Linked DNA regions of Mus musculus: region 2 is linked to region 1. The links are chromatin contacts, called in public HiChIP or PLAC-seq maps. All regions are on one chromosome and are shown on one strand. Each heading gives the region's core, a stretch centred on a gene start, on an enhancer-like site or on the middle of the called end of the contact. The rest is flanking DNA. Distances are from core to core; before and after follow the strand shown. Region 1 overlaps Vapb (vesicle-associated membrane protein, associated protein B and C). Region 2 overlaps Gnas (GNAS (guanine nucleotide binding protein, alpha stimulating) complex locus).

Evidence for each region. HiChIP or PLAC-seq counts read pairs in DNA pulled down with a chosen protein or histone mark.
Region 2: a contact with region 1 is called in an H3K27ac HiChIP or PLAC-seq map of microglia, with 4 times the contacts expected there. The contact joins two enhancer-like sites. A contact is called at or near these places in 2 of 115 datasets of contacts at active chromatin or transcription factors (embryonic stem cells and microglia) and 1 of 9 other capture datasets (adipose tissue).

What each region holds. Positions count from the first base shown.
Region 1 is chr2:173,769,371-173,774,834 of GRCm38.p6, forward strand. Vapb (vesicle-associated membrane protein, associated protein B and C) reads left to right here. Exons shown (of 6, transcript NM_019806.5): 3 at 2,151-2,254; 4 at 5,024-5,104. Among named protein-coding and RNA genes, the nearest start is that of Vapb, 35 kb to the left of the region's middle. Within about 2 kb of position 1,506, at least 80 of the 459 cell types and tissues checked have an H3K27ac peak or open chromatin away from gene starts, as enhancers often do. A contact at or near this core is called in microglia, where this site is marked.
Region 2 is chr2:174,333,045-174,338,486 of GRCm38.p6, forward strand. It overlaps Gnas (GNAS (guanine nucleotide binding protein, alpha stimulating) complex locus), which reads left to right. Exons shown (of 12, transcript NM_010309.4): 2 at 1,168-1,240; 3 at 3,703-3,747. Among named protein-coding and RNA genes, the nearest start is that of Gm30189, 8.4 kb to the left of the region's middle. Within about 2 kb of position 2,692, at least 39 of the 459 cell types and tissues checked have an H3K27ac peak or open chromatin away from gene starts, as enhancers often do. A contact at or near this core is called in microglia, where this site is marked.

The DNA.
Region 1 (5,464 bases), core at 256-2,755:
CAGACAGGAAGTTAACAGCATCTTTAGACAGCTCTGAGGCAGACAAGAAGCATTTTCTTTGTTTTGCTTCTTTTTTTTTTTTTCAATACTAGGGTTGACCCAGGCTTTGCGTGTGCTTTGTAGACCAAGCTGGCCTCAAATTGAGAGCCACCTGCCTCCGCCTCTGCCTCCAGAGTGCGGGATTAAAGGTGTGGGCTACCAACTACAGGCAAATCGGACCCATAGTGTGGGAATGAATGTAAGCCTGGACTCAGCCAGGCAGGAACCCCTCCTAGCCTTTTATCTCCTCCTATCTAGGAAGGAGAAACTTCTCATGGGACAGACTGCAGAAGGCAGGCCTGATATCCTTTGATACACAGTAGCAGGAGCTGTGGGGCAGACCTTTGGGTTTGTGTGTGTGTGTGTGTGTGTGTGTGTGTGTGCGTGCGTGCGTGTGCCTGTGTGTGTGTGTGTGTGTGTGTGCGTGTGTGCGTGCCTGTGTGTGTGTGCGTGCGTGCGTGTGCCTGTGTGTGTGTGTGTGTGCGTGTGTGCGTGCCTGTGTGTGTGTGCGTGTGTGCGTGCCTGTGTGTGTGTGTGTGTGTGTGTGTGCGCGCGTGCCTGTGTGTGTGTGTGTGTGTGTGTGTGCGTGCCTGTGTGTGTGTGCATGCGTGCCTGTGTGTGTGTGTGTGTGTGTGTGTGCGCGCGCGTGCCTGTGTGTGTGTGTGTGTGTGTGCGTGCCTCTGTGTGTGTGTGCGTGCCTATGTGTGTGTGTGCGTGTGTGTGTGTGTGTGTGTGTGCGCACGCGTACGTGTGTGCGTGCCTGTGTGTGTGTGTGTGCGCGCGCGTGCGCGTGTGTGCGTGCCTGTGTGTGTGTGTGTGTGTGTGTGCGCGCGTGCCTGTGTGTGTGTGTGTGTGTGTGCGTGTGTGCGTGCCTGTGTGTGTGCGTGCGTGTGTGCGTGCCTGTGTGTGTGTGTGTGCGTGTGTGCGTGCCTGTGTGTGTGTGTGTGCGTGTGTGCGTGCCTGTGTGTGTGTGTGCGTGTGTGCGTGCCTGTGTGTGTGCGTGCGTGTGTGCGTGCCTGTGTGTGTGTGTGTGCGTGTGTGCGTGCCTGTGTGTGCGTGTGTGCGTGCCTGTGTGTGTGTGTGCGTGTGTGCGTGCCTGTGTGTGTGCGCGCGTGTGCATGCATTTGTGGACTAAGGAAACTGGGTTCTATTTCAGGTTTTTCTGTTTTTTATTTTGCTGTTGTTGTTGTTTTAATCAGAAAAATAGACAGCAGAATAATGCCCTCCTCCCACAGCAGCGCCTGCTTCTTCGGATGGAGTGGGGTAATGGCAGTCTGAAGAGCAGGAGCCTAGGTTCTGGTTGGAGATGCAAGGCCCACACTGACTCTGAGGTGCCCCCTGATTGTGAACTTAGGTTTCAGGGAAGGCCACTAGGGGCAAAGCTTATTAAAGCTGTGCAGCAGAGAGAGTATAGCAGCCCTCCTATAACTGGGCCTGGCTGAGTCATGGGGAAACAGGTCCGAGGAAGTGAATCAGAATACAAGACTCCCTCAGTACAGCGGGGTGCCTTGGGTGAGCTCCCTCTGGGTTCTGGGTGGGGGTAGGGCAGGAGTTGGAATTGCTTTTCCTGCTGTGGCAAATCCAGCTTTTATGCCGTCTCCAGAATTCTATTGGCAAAATCATATTTCAAGCCTTACCTTGATGAGCTGCGTGGGAAATGGGGTGGAGAGAAGTGAAAACCATCCTGAAATGATTTGAGTTATTCTGTTTTCTTTCTCGAAAAGATCATTTGGCAATGTTTCCTTGAGAAAAATAGGACTTTGGTGTTTCTCCCATTTTATGTCTTCAGCGAGAGCTGTGAGATAGGTGAGGGTGGCTCTGTGTGAGCGCACAATCTTTGTATCAGAAATCAGGCACCCAAGTTCCAGACCCACCTACAGCTCAGCTGGCACCTGCTGTGAGGCTGGGACAGGCCCCAGTTTTTCTGGCCTTAACTGCTGACCTGAAAGATGGGGGTTGGGGAAGTTGTACATCTCTGCTGGCCACGGCCTTCCTCAGGGTCCAGATGGGAGAGCTGGGGAGCTGTTTTCCTCCACAGTGTAAGACCTAGCGTGACAAACGACTCCGATAACCACATTGTGACCCTCCTAATGAAATATTTTCTTTCTCAGTGATGTTACAGCCTTTCGATTATGATCCCAATGAGAAAAGTAAACACAAGTTTATGGTTCAGTCTATGTTTGCTCCGCCTGACACTTCTGATATGGAGGCAGTAGTAAGTACGAACACTTCTTCTTCTCTCCAGCCCGCTAGGGCAGCCATGGCGGGTGCTGTTAGGGAGGTGTACACTCAGGCCCCTGTACCACTTTCCCAACTTTGATGAATAGCTTTAACATTTTACATGGCTGTTCTTTTCTGACTCGATGAACTGAACTTGCTTCAATTCTCTGCTCTTGTGGACCTTCTCCTCCCTCTCCTGCACCACAGCGGCGTGCTCTATCCTGAGTGGATGCTTCTGGCCTGTCTCCAGCCCTCATGCCCGGAAGGGTTTGCCTAACATTAAATGCCCCTCCCCTCCCCCCCAGTGATACTGCCCGCTGTTGCTTTCCTCTGCGGAGCGGAAGTAGCTCTGGTCAGCTTTGTTCTTCCCTCTTTACTGAGGACGGAGCTTGGGTCTTGTTCACACTAAGCATCTGCTCTGTCTCTGAACAGGCCCTGCTTCTTTGTTCTTTAATTGCCTTCATTTTTATCCCTCCTTCCTCATGTAAGTACATGTTTAACAGTGTCCCTAATTTTGGTAAAATTAAGATGCCTTCGTTTTTTATAAATAAGCAGGATTTTATGGTATTGATTTTTCCAGAAGAAGGGGCATTAGAACGGCAATTCTCCCCAAAGGTGGCTCTTACCTACTCCAGGAGACAGGACCTGGGGCCAGCACATGCGGCACTGATCCTCAATATCTGGCCAGCCCAGAGATGGCCTATCAGCAGTTGTTCTGTCTCCGAGCTCTATGTGGGGGCCTTCTCCCCCACCGCACAGGCTTTGCTTTGAGCCCGCTGTTCGCATTGGTGCCTACCTTGGGGCAGAAAGAGAAGGTTGAGACAAGTTTTGAGTTGGAGCGAGACCTTGTCATAAGACCGACCCAGGGCATTTCTCTGACCTTTCGTTTCCAGATTTGTGTTGTGTTAGTCTATGTGCTGAAGGGACACATGACAGGCACAGACGGTGGACCGTTGACAGGCCGTGACTTTGGCCTGGCTTCCTCTGTGGTGTAGCTGGAAAGGTGGGGGCTTGGCTGTCCTCGTCTGAAGCTGAGGCCTGCCTTTACCCGTGCTATGCCTGTTTTGAACGGACTTTGTTGATACTTCTTGAGGTTTAGGCCACCTGTGAATTGGGCATAAAAATGCAGCCCACAGGATTTTGAGGAGAGTGTGCCCACGTCTGACATGTCACCCACGTAATTAGGGCTGGGCGCTGAAGGCTGATAAAGGGACTTTTATTTCTCGGTGGGTTGTTCTTGAATAACTATTTTTAAGTGTTCGGGCAGCACATTTTGGAGGGCGCTGTGGACACACCCCACTGAGTAAAACTGAGTTGGACGCAGGTGGCTGTTGATTCTCCCACACCAGGCCCTGCTGTTTGGAGAGCCTGTGTTACTCTTAAGCTGACACCATGCAGGCAACCAAGAGCAGTGCCCTATTGTTCCTGCCTCGATATCCTGTGTGTGAACATTTGCTGCCTTAGCTGTCATAGGCTTTCTTGTGCTAGCTGCCTACAGAGGACGGCTGCTGACTATCCCTGAGCCCTGTAGAACACGGACACTGTTTACTATGTAGTACAATATGCAGTCAGTACAGTGAACTGGAGCTATCAGTAGCTGAAAGGGCTCACCCATCCAGTGCTCTCTGAGTACTCCAGAGTGGTCTGTGGTTTTTAAAAAACCCACAGCCCCTTGGGGGCTTTAGGGTCCGGTTCTGTGGGCTTGGAGGGCTTTGATTATTTCCTCATTAAATTCAGATTCAAATTTGGGGGTAAGAATGGCCCATACTCAGGTGGTGTTACTGGTGGCTTGTCCCACTCTTGGTGTGTTTTGGTGAGTTGGCTCAGGCAGTGTTAAGCCTGTCTGCCCTGTAGTTTGTAGGCAGATCTCTGAGACCACTTAAGTGTCCTGCTGACCAGCAATGAGCACCCAGAGCTGGCCCTCTCATGATCCTCTCTGACTCATAAGTGGCACACAATCACAGGCCTTGTACAGAACGGCAGACACACGTGTTAGTGTCTTCCTGTGTAGCTCTCTGCTCTCAGGGGTCCTGTGAGTGGGGATGTGCTGTCACATTGACTGCTTGTGCCACACCTAGGGTGGCAGTGCTCTGGTGCCAGACAGACTGAGGGCCCTAGTTGCCATGCACAGTTGGGAGGGTGAGGGTGGGTGTCTTCCTTTTCTGAGTTGTCACCTTGCTGCTCTACTGGTCTGTCATTCCCAACCCTTCCTGGAGTCCCATCTTCTACATCTGAATGGAGACATCAGTGAGGGGCACATACCAGAAAATCACTGATGGTTGTGGTAACTTGGGCAGGGCCACCCTGATGCAGCCACTGTAGTGGGATGTGCCCCACTGGCGTGTGCCAAGGTGGGCTAGATACTCATCCTCCAGCTCGCTTGGTAGTGTTTGCCCTGTCGTGTAAATTTCATTGTCTTAAAGAGACCTGGAATTGCCTTTATAGAGGGTGGGTGACCCTGTTTAGCCGTGCTCCCCAGGCCTGTACTGCCCATGCAGCAGCAATGAGTGAGCTTGGACAGGCTCTAAGGAGCCAGGCAGCAAGCCTGCAGGGTTTGCAAAGTGTGATAAATATTCAGGAGAGCTAGTGCATTTAATCTTGTCATGTTAAAAATATTGAAATCTCAGCGGACTTAAGTTCTTTATTTGATATACATCAGGGCTTTCTCATTAAGAGTATTTTTCTGAAATTGTCAGTTATAGGAGGAGAATTATTCTTCCAGCAGCTTGATAATACCCTGATTATTAAATTTAAATTGTTTTAGTGGAAGGAGGCAAAACCGGAAGACCTTATGGATTCAAAACTTAGATGTGTGTTTGAATTGCCAGCAGAAAATGCTAAACCAGTAAGTATGTCTCTAGTTAACCAGTAAGTATGTCTCTCTAGCTAACCAGTAAGTATGTCTCTAGTTAACCAGTAAGTATGTCTCTAGTTAATGGTAAGTATGTCTCTGGTTTAAGGTGATCGAATGCTGCAAGCTGGTACTGATTTGCATGCTGTCTCCTGTGAAACCAAGATTTAAGTTGGCAAATTATTTTCCTCTCTCTAATGTATGAAGGAAAAAATAAGCTGAAGTCAACAGATAGGCTTTATAAAGTCAACCTTGGGGAAGCGGCTACCAGAAACAGTTTCCCCTTGAGAAGTGCAGCCTGTTGGCTCCCAAGGTCATTAATGCTGGGATGGTAAAGTAGGGAGACCAAAATGG
Region 2 (5,442 bases), core at 1,442-3,941, 560 kb after region 1:
GAGAAAAAGAACAAGATTTTTTTAAAAATTAGATTGTTGTGGGAGGAGGGGAAAAACCATTCCCACAGGGAATACGGGCTGAAGAGTACATTTGCAGAAACTTGGTGGAAATGGGGTGGGGCTGGAGGGTCCTCCAAATACTACCTATGAAAGAAAGAAAGAAAGAAAGAAAGAAAGAAAGAAAGAAAGAAAGAAAGGTGATTTAAAATGGAGGCCTGTGTTCCTATTTACTTCCTTAGTTGGGGAAAGCCTAGAATCTTCTTATTCAGGACCTTCCAGGAATATTTGTGCATATAATTAAAGTCTTATCCTTTTTTTTTTTTAAACTCTTGGTACTGTTGAAGTTGCATGTTGCCTGATGCTCATGAGGTCTCAAGTGCCATGTTTGATAACGAAATGTGTTTATTTTTTGTTTTTTGCTTTTTTTTTTTTTGCTCCCCCGCCCCCCGCTCCCGCCCCTCTGCTGCTGACAGATAATTGATGGTCTACCATTTCCCTCTGCAACATGGTGGTTGTATCCAGAGAAAAATGTATCTTTAGAAAGATTCCTTTTGCAGGGGAAGGGAGTGGATACAGTGGATACAGTGTAGCCCTGTGGTTTTAGGGTGGACCTGAAGCATGCTTGAGAGCAGCTGCATTGTGGCGTTGGGAGGGAGGTGCTGCAGCGGGGCGTGATAGTGGGAGACTGCAGTGTCTAGGCATTGTCTGCCATTCCTAAGTATTTTAACCATAAAATGACTAACAAACAGGAAATTAGGTGGCTGCTGCATAGAGTACCTTTGACCACATTTCAATACTAAATTCACAGTTTTGACTTAAAATTTTCACCCTTCCAGTGACAATTACGTCATTCCTTCATCGCCTCATGAGTTTAAAAAACCCAAAGAGAAAACAAAACAACAACAACAAAACTCAAAAGGGAAAAAAAAAGCTATTTAAAAACAGCAGAGCCCTTAATTCTTGCTTGTTACTCTATGGTGAGATACTTCAGGTAGATGCTATGTTGGATGTGTCTGTTGTTTTTCACTGCGTCGTCATGTGAAGGAGGTTTGCAGTTGTGTCATTGTGTGTCTGTTGTGTGCTGCTTCTGCTGCTTTCCAAGGCCATCATCCAGGTGAAGTGTGACAAGCCTGTTTCTTAACCCACGCCCTCACTTTCCTTTCTCAGGTGCTGGAGAGTCTGGCAAAAGCACCATTGTGAAGCAGATGAGGATCCTGCATGTTAATGGGTTTAACGGAGAGTAAGTGTCAAATCTGAGCAGGGCACTGAGCAGGACAGGTGGTATGGACCTGGCCTGCAGGAGACAGGACGTTTGAAGGAGTGTATACTAACCTCTAGAAAGCACAGCTGCTAATTGCCACTAATCATTTTTTTCTAATTTGCATATTAGACAGCCCAAGAAAGAGCTGATGGGTGCACCCCCACACCCTTCTCAACCTTTGGGGCAACAAATAGGAATAAGAGTAGAAGCACCGGTGTCCACCCAAAGCAGCCCCTCGCGCTGGAACATGGTGCCTGGTTGCAGAGGACAGTGAACAGCACTTGGCCGGGTGACAGCGTCTCTGAGGCCAGGTCCTCTGCGGCCGCAGCCTCGCCTGCTGCAGTGCAGCTCCAACATGGCCGACGGGCCTTGGCCACCCCTTGGCCAGCCAGAGCTGGCCAGCACAGGAGGTTCCCACCCACCACCCTGCAGGTTTCACTGGAGTCAACTGGTGTAGGGTTTTGTACTCTCAGGAAAACATCTTTTCAGTTACATCTTCACTTAAAAATTGGAATCCACAACCCTTGCCGACAGGCTCTAAGCTTCCGAGTCCCTCCCTGCTTCAGAATTGGTGGGATAGGCAGAGACTTATTTCTCTAATTAAAAAAAAAAATCAATACTTCTACCTGAACAACTGAAAAGGAGGTATGAAAATGGCGCAGAGACAGGGAGTTAGCTACTTCTGCCCAATCCAGGAGCTGTTTTGCCTTTGAAATGACCTTCCTGGCTTAAGACAATATGGCGAGGCAATACCACAGTGAGAGTGACGATTTTTCTTAAAAAGAGACAGATACATGGCAAGCAAGGGGTCCTGCCTTCCATGAAGAATGCAGACCGAGGAGACAGCCAATCAGTAAGGAATTGGCCTTTCCCCTTGGCCCCCGTTGTTCTCAGTGCTGATAAGAAACAGCAAGGGTCAGGGACTTAGCTGACCCTAGCGAGGGGGACCAGCTTCTGTCCCCTACCATGCACCGAGTGCTGGGGAGACAAAATTGAGCAGCACCTTTCAGGGTACCACAAGCGAATGTTCATGGAAACTTCTAGAATTTGTTAGTTTAACTAATCCGGTTTAAAAAACAAGATGACATCAGCCACATGAAAGCTTTGGGTCCGTGTGTGCTCCTTAAGTTACAGCCCCAAAATTCATAGTTAGTTAATATGCAGAAGGGAGGGGGGCTAGCTCACTGGCTTTAGGATTGACTCAATTACTACTTTGTACCTATAATCTATTAAATAATTCATTGTTGCCTATCAGACACAAATTCTGGAACTATTGATTCCTGATATGCCTCTCTCAAGAAGTCTATACAAGGAGATTGGCACCTGTCAGTCAACAAAAAAGAACCCAGATAACACCCTGCCCCAGGTGTGAGGGACTCTTCAATATGAGGCTGGTTAAGCAAATATTTCTTCAAAAATATTCGTGGTGAAAGCTGGAGGAGGCTGCTAAGCAGCTTTTAAAATGCGGTAGCCATTGTCTAACCTGATGAGAGCCGTGTCATCCCTGAGGCTTAATTGCTTCACAAATTTCCCTAAAATCTTACTTTTTAATATTAGTTTTCCCTGAGTGTTAATGTGGTGGAGGATTCTAAACCAGGACTTCTCATTTCTATTTTCTCTCTGAAAAGAGGAAGAAGCCTTCGCAGTTTGCCTTCCTTGTGGGTCTCCAAGATGTTAAATTTAGCCTGAGAAAGTGATATTCAGGCCTCCATGGGGGGCTGGATTCCTTATTTTGACCCAGTCGAACGATGGTTCTCTCACTGTGGTATAGCAGTAAAAGCGGCTCCGTCTGACCCTCACCTCAGTCCCGCTCTCAGTTCTTGGACAGAGCTATTAAATGTGTCCTAACTGTCCATGGCCTGCCTACCACTACATTTTTCGAGAGTAGAACATAATATTTATTTGACCTTCAGAAATACAGAGGGCAAAGTAGATTTTCCTAACACAGAGCTAACTTTCTGAAGTTTAATGCCAGAAGAAAAAAATGAATATTGGTTGAGCTAATCGATCTCAAGGCTGAGTGTCAATGCCCTGTCCATAGCTCCCCCCACCATAGAAAAAAGTCAGGAATAGGAATGTCCCACTTGTGCTTTGGATTGGACACGGAGAAGATTCTGAGGAGCCCTATTCTCAAGAGTTAGGTCTGTGTCTCTGTTCCCTGGTGCATGTGCATTTAGCGAAAGCAGAGGAAAACAATTACCCGTCCCTCCTGTCTCCAGCCTGAGTCTCCTGAGGGCCCTGCTAATGCAGGAAGGAAGGTGTGGAGTCTCGGTAGACATCCCCATTTAGCCAGAAAAGCGACCTAAGGATTAACCGGGAGGATGGTACGCAGGACTGTCAGGTTTTCTTACCTGACTGTTTAAAGATGCAGAGACTGTGTGGGTTTTGTATGAAATTGCAGTGCCTTGCAGATAGGTGAGCTTTCAATCTCTCTTTAAAAGGGGCGGCGAAGAGGACCCGCAGGCTGCAAGGAGCAACAGCGATGGGTAGGCACATTCAAAAACAGAAAACTCTTCTAACAAACAAAACAAACATGAAGACCATAGCGGGGGAAACTGAGGACACAGACTGGGGAACAAAGCAGAGATCATCCCAGGGCCATCAGCCATCTTGGTGTGCATTTGCAAATGACGTGTCAACAAGTAAAGTGCAAAACAGAGAAGGTTTTAAGAATAACTAGATACAGCCGGGGGAAGGTTAGCCATTTCGGCTTCCGATGAGAACTTAAGATTTTGAGTCGATGTTTCCCATATGGTCTTTATTTCCCCCAGTTCTCCATTTAAACCAACAGACTTGCCTTTCAAAACTGCTAAATTCTGCCCACACAATGGTCAGTCTGACTTTAAGTTTTCAGACCTATTTGGAAAAAAATAATCTTAACTTATTTCCTCAATTAAAAAAAAATATGCCTAATGCTGCAGCCCTTAGGCAGCAGGCCGTTGACAACCTCTGGCCTTAGAAATTATTTAAAAAAAAATTTAACTGTTAATGCAAGGCACTTTACGTTACCCAGCGAACAAGAGCATTTGTGACGGCACCCCACTCATTATCATTGTTTATTATTTTGCTTTCTCATCCCCACAACCATCTCATGCCCACACACATACGCACACGCATGCCAGACATCCATGCAGCTCCATTCGCGCTCACTAGCATGCAGGATGCAGGGGCTGTTTCTCATGTCAATCCATAGAGCAGCTTCCAGCCTAGAACATGGACGAGGAATGACTTCTGAGACCGGGCACGGGCGGGTCAAAGGATCTGGGGGTCGGGGACAAAGTGACTGACACATGTTTGTTCATCTGTTTCTTTTAGAGTCTATTACCCCCACTAGATGATGGCTACAGTCCTCCATCTTCGCTATGTCCTACCCCAGTTATCCCAATTTGCATGCTGGAATTGCCCGGTCTTAGGAAACTACTAATAAGAATACTATTCTGTTTTCCTGGGGATGGGGGGGGGTGGGGGAGGGGGGAGGGGTCCCTAACCTAACCTTTAGGCGTAAGTTAAAAACAGAAAGATGGGATGAAGTCTTTAATTGGCAACAGCATAGTAGAACAGCAATCAGAAAAGGCATCGATATATTGATAATCTACTGTACCAAAAGTTGGCATCCGAGAAGTGTGGCAAGCCCCTACTGAGAGAGCCTCCTATATATTGTGTGCTGTGCTAACCCCTTCAACCTTACTAATACCTGCACGTCTTTCTTCCTATGACTCTACAAGTAAAAATAACTATTAACGCTCCTGATAAATAAAACTCTCTGCATGTTTCAGCAATCCCTGTATCTTGCGTCTGTCTTCTGTCTGCTCTTTTGTCTGTCTTTTCCCCACAAGCACAAAGATAGGGTAGAGAGGAGGAGGATGGGTATCACATAGCCTTCCCTTACCACTTAACAGGAGAGGGGCAGGACCTACTAAACAAAATGCTAACCCCACTAATCTGCCTTACACTTTGGGGGGGGGGAGCGGGGAGGGGAGCATCATCCTATAGATACCGCCCACTCCAACTTTCCAGTCAGTTAGAATCCCGAAACCGGGCACACATCTTGCCTCTGTTAAGTAGTTTAGAGACATCTAAGGAATTTTCTCTGAATTTCACAATCAACGTTAAATTCATTAAGCAGTATTACAAATGAGGATAAACCTGCTGGCCCCAGCAAGATGGCTTCATCTACATAG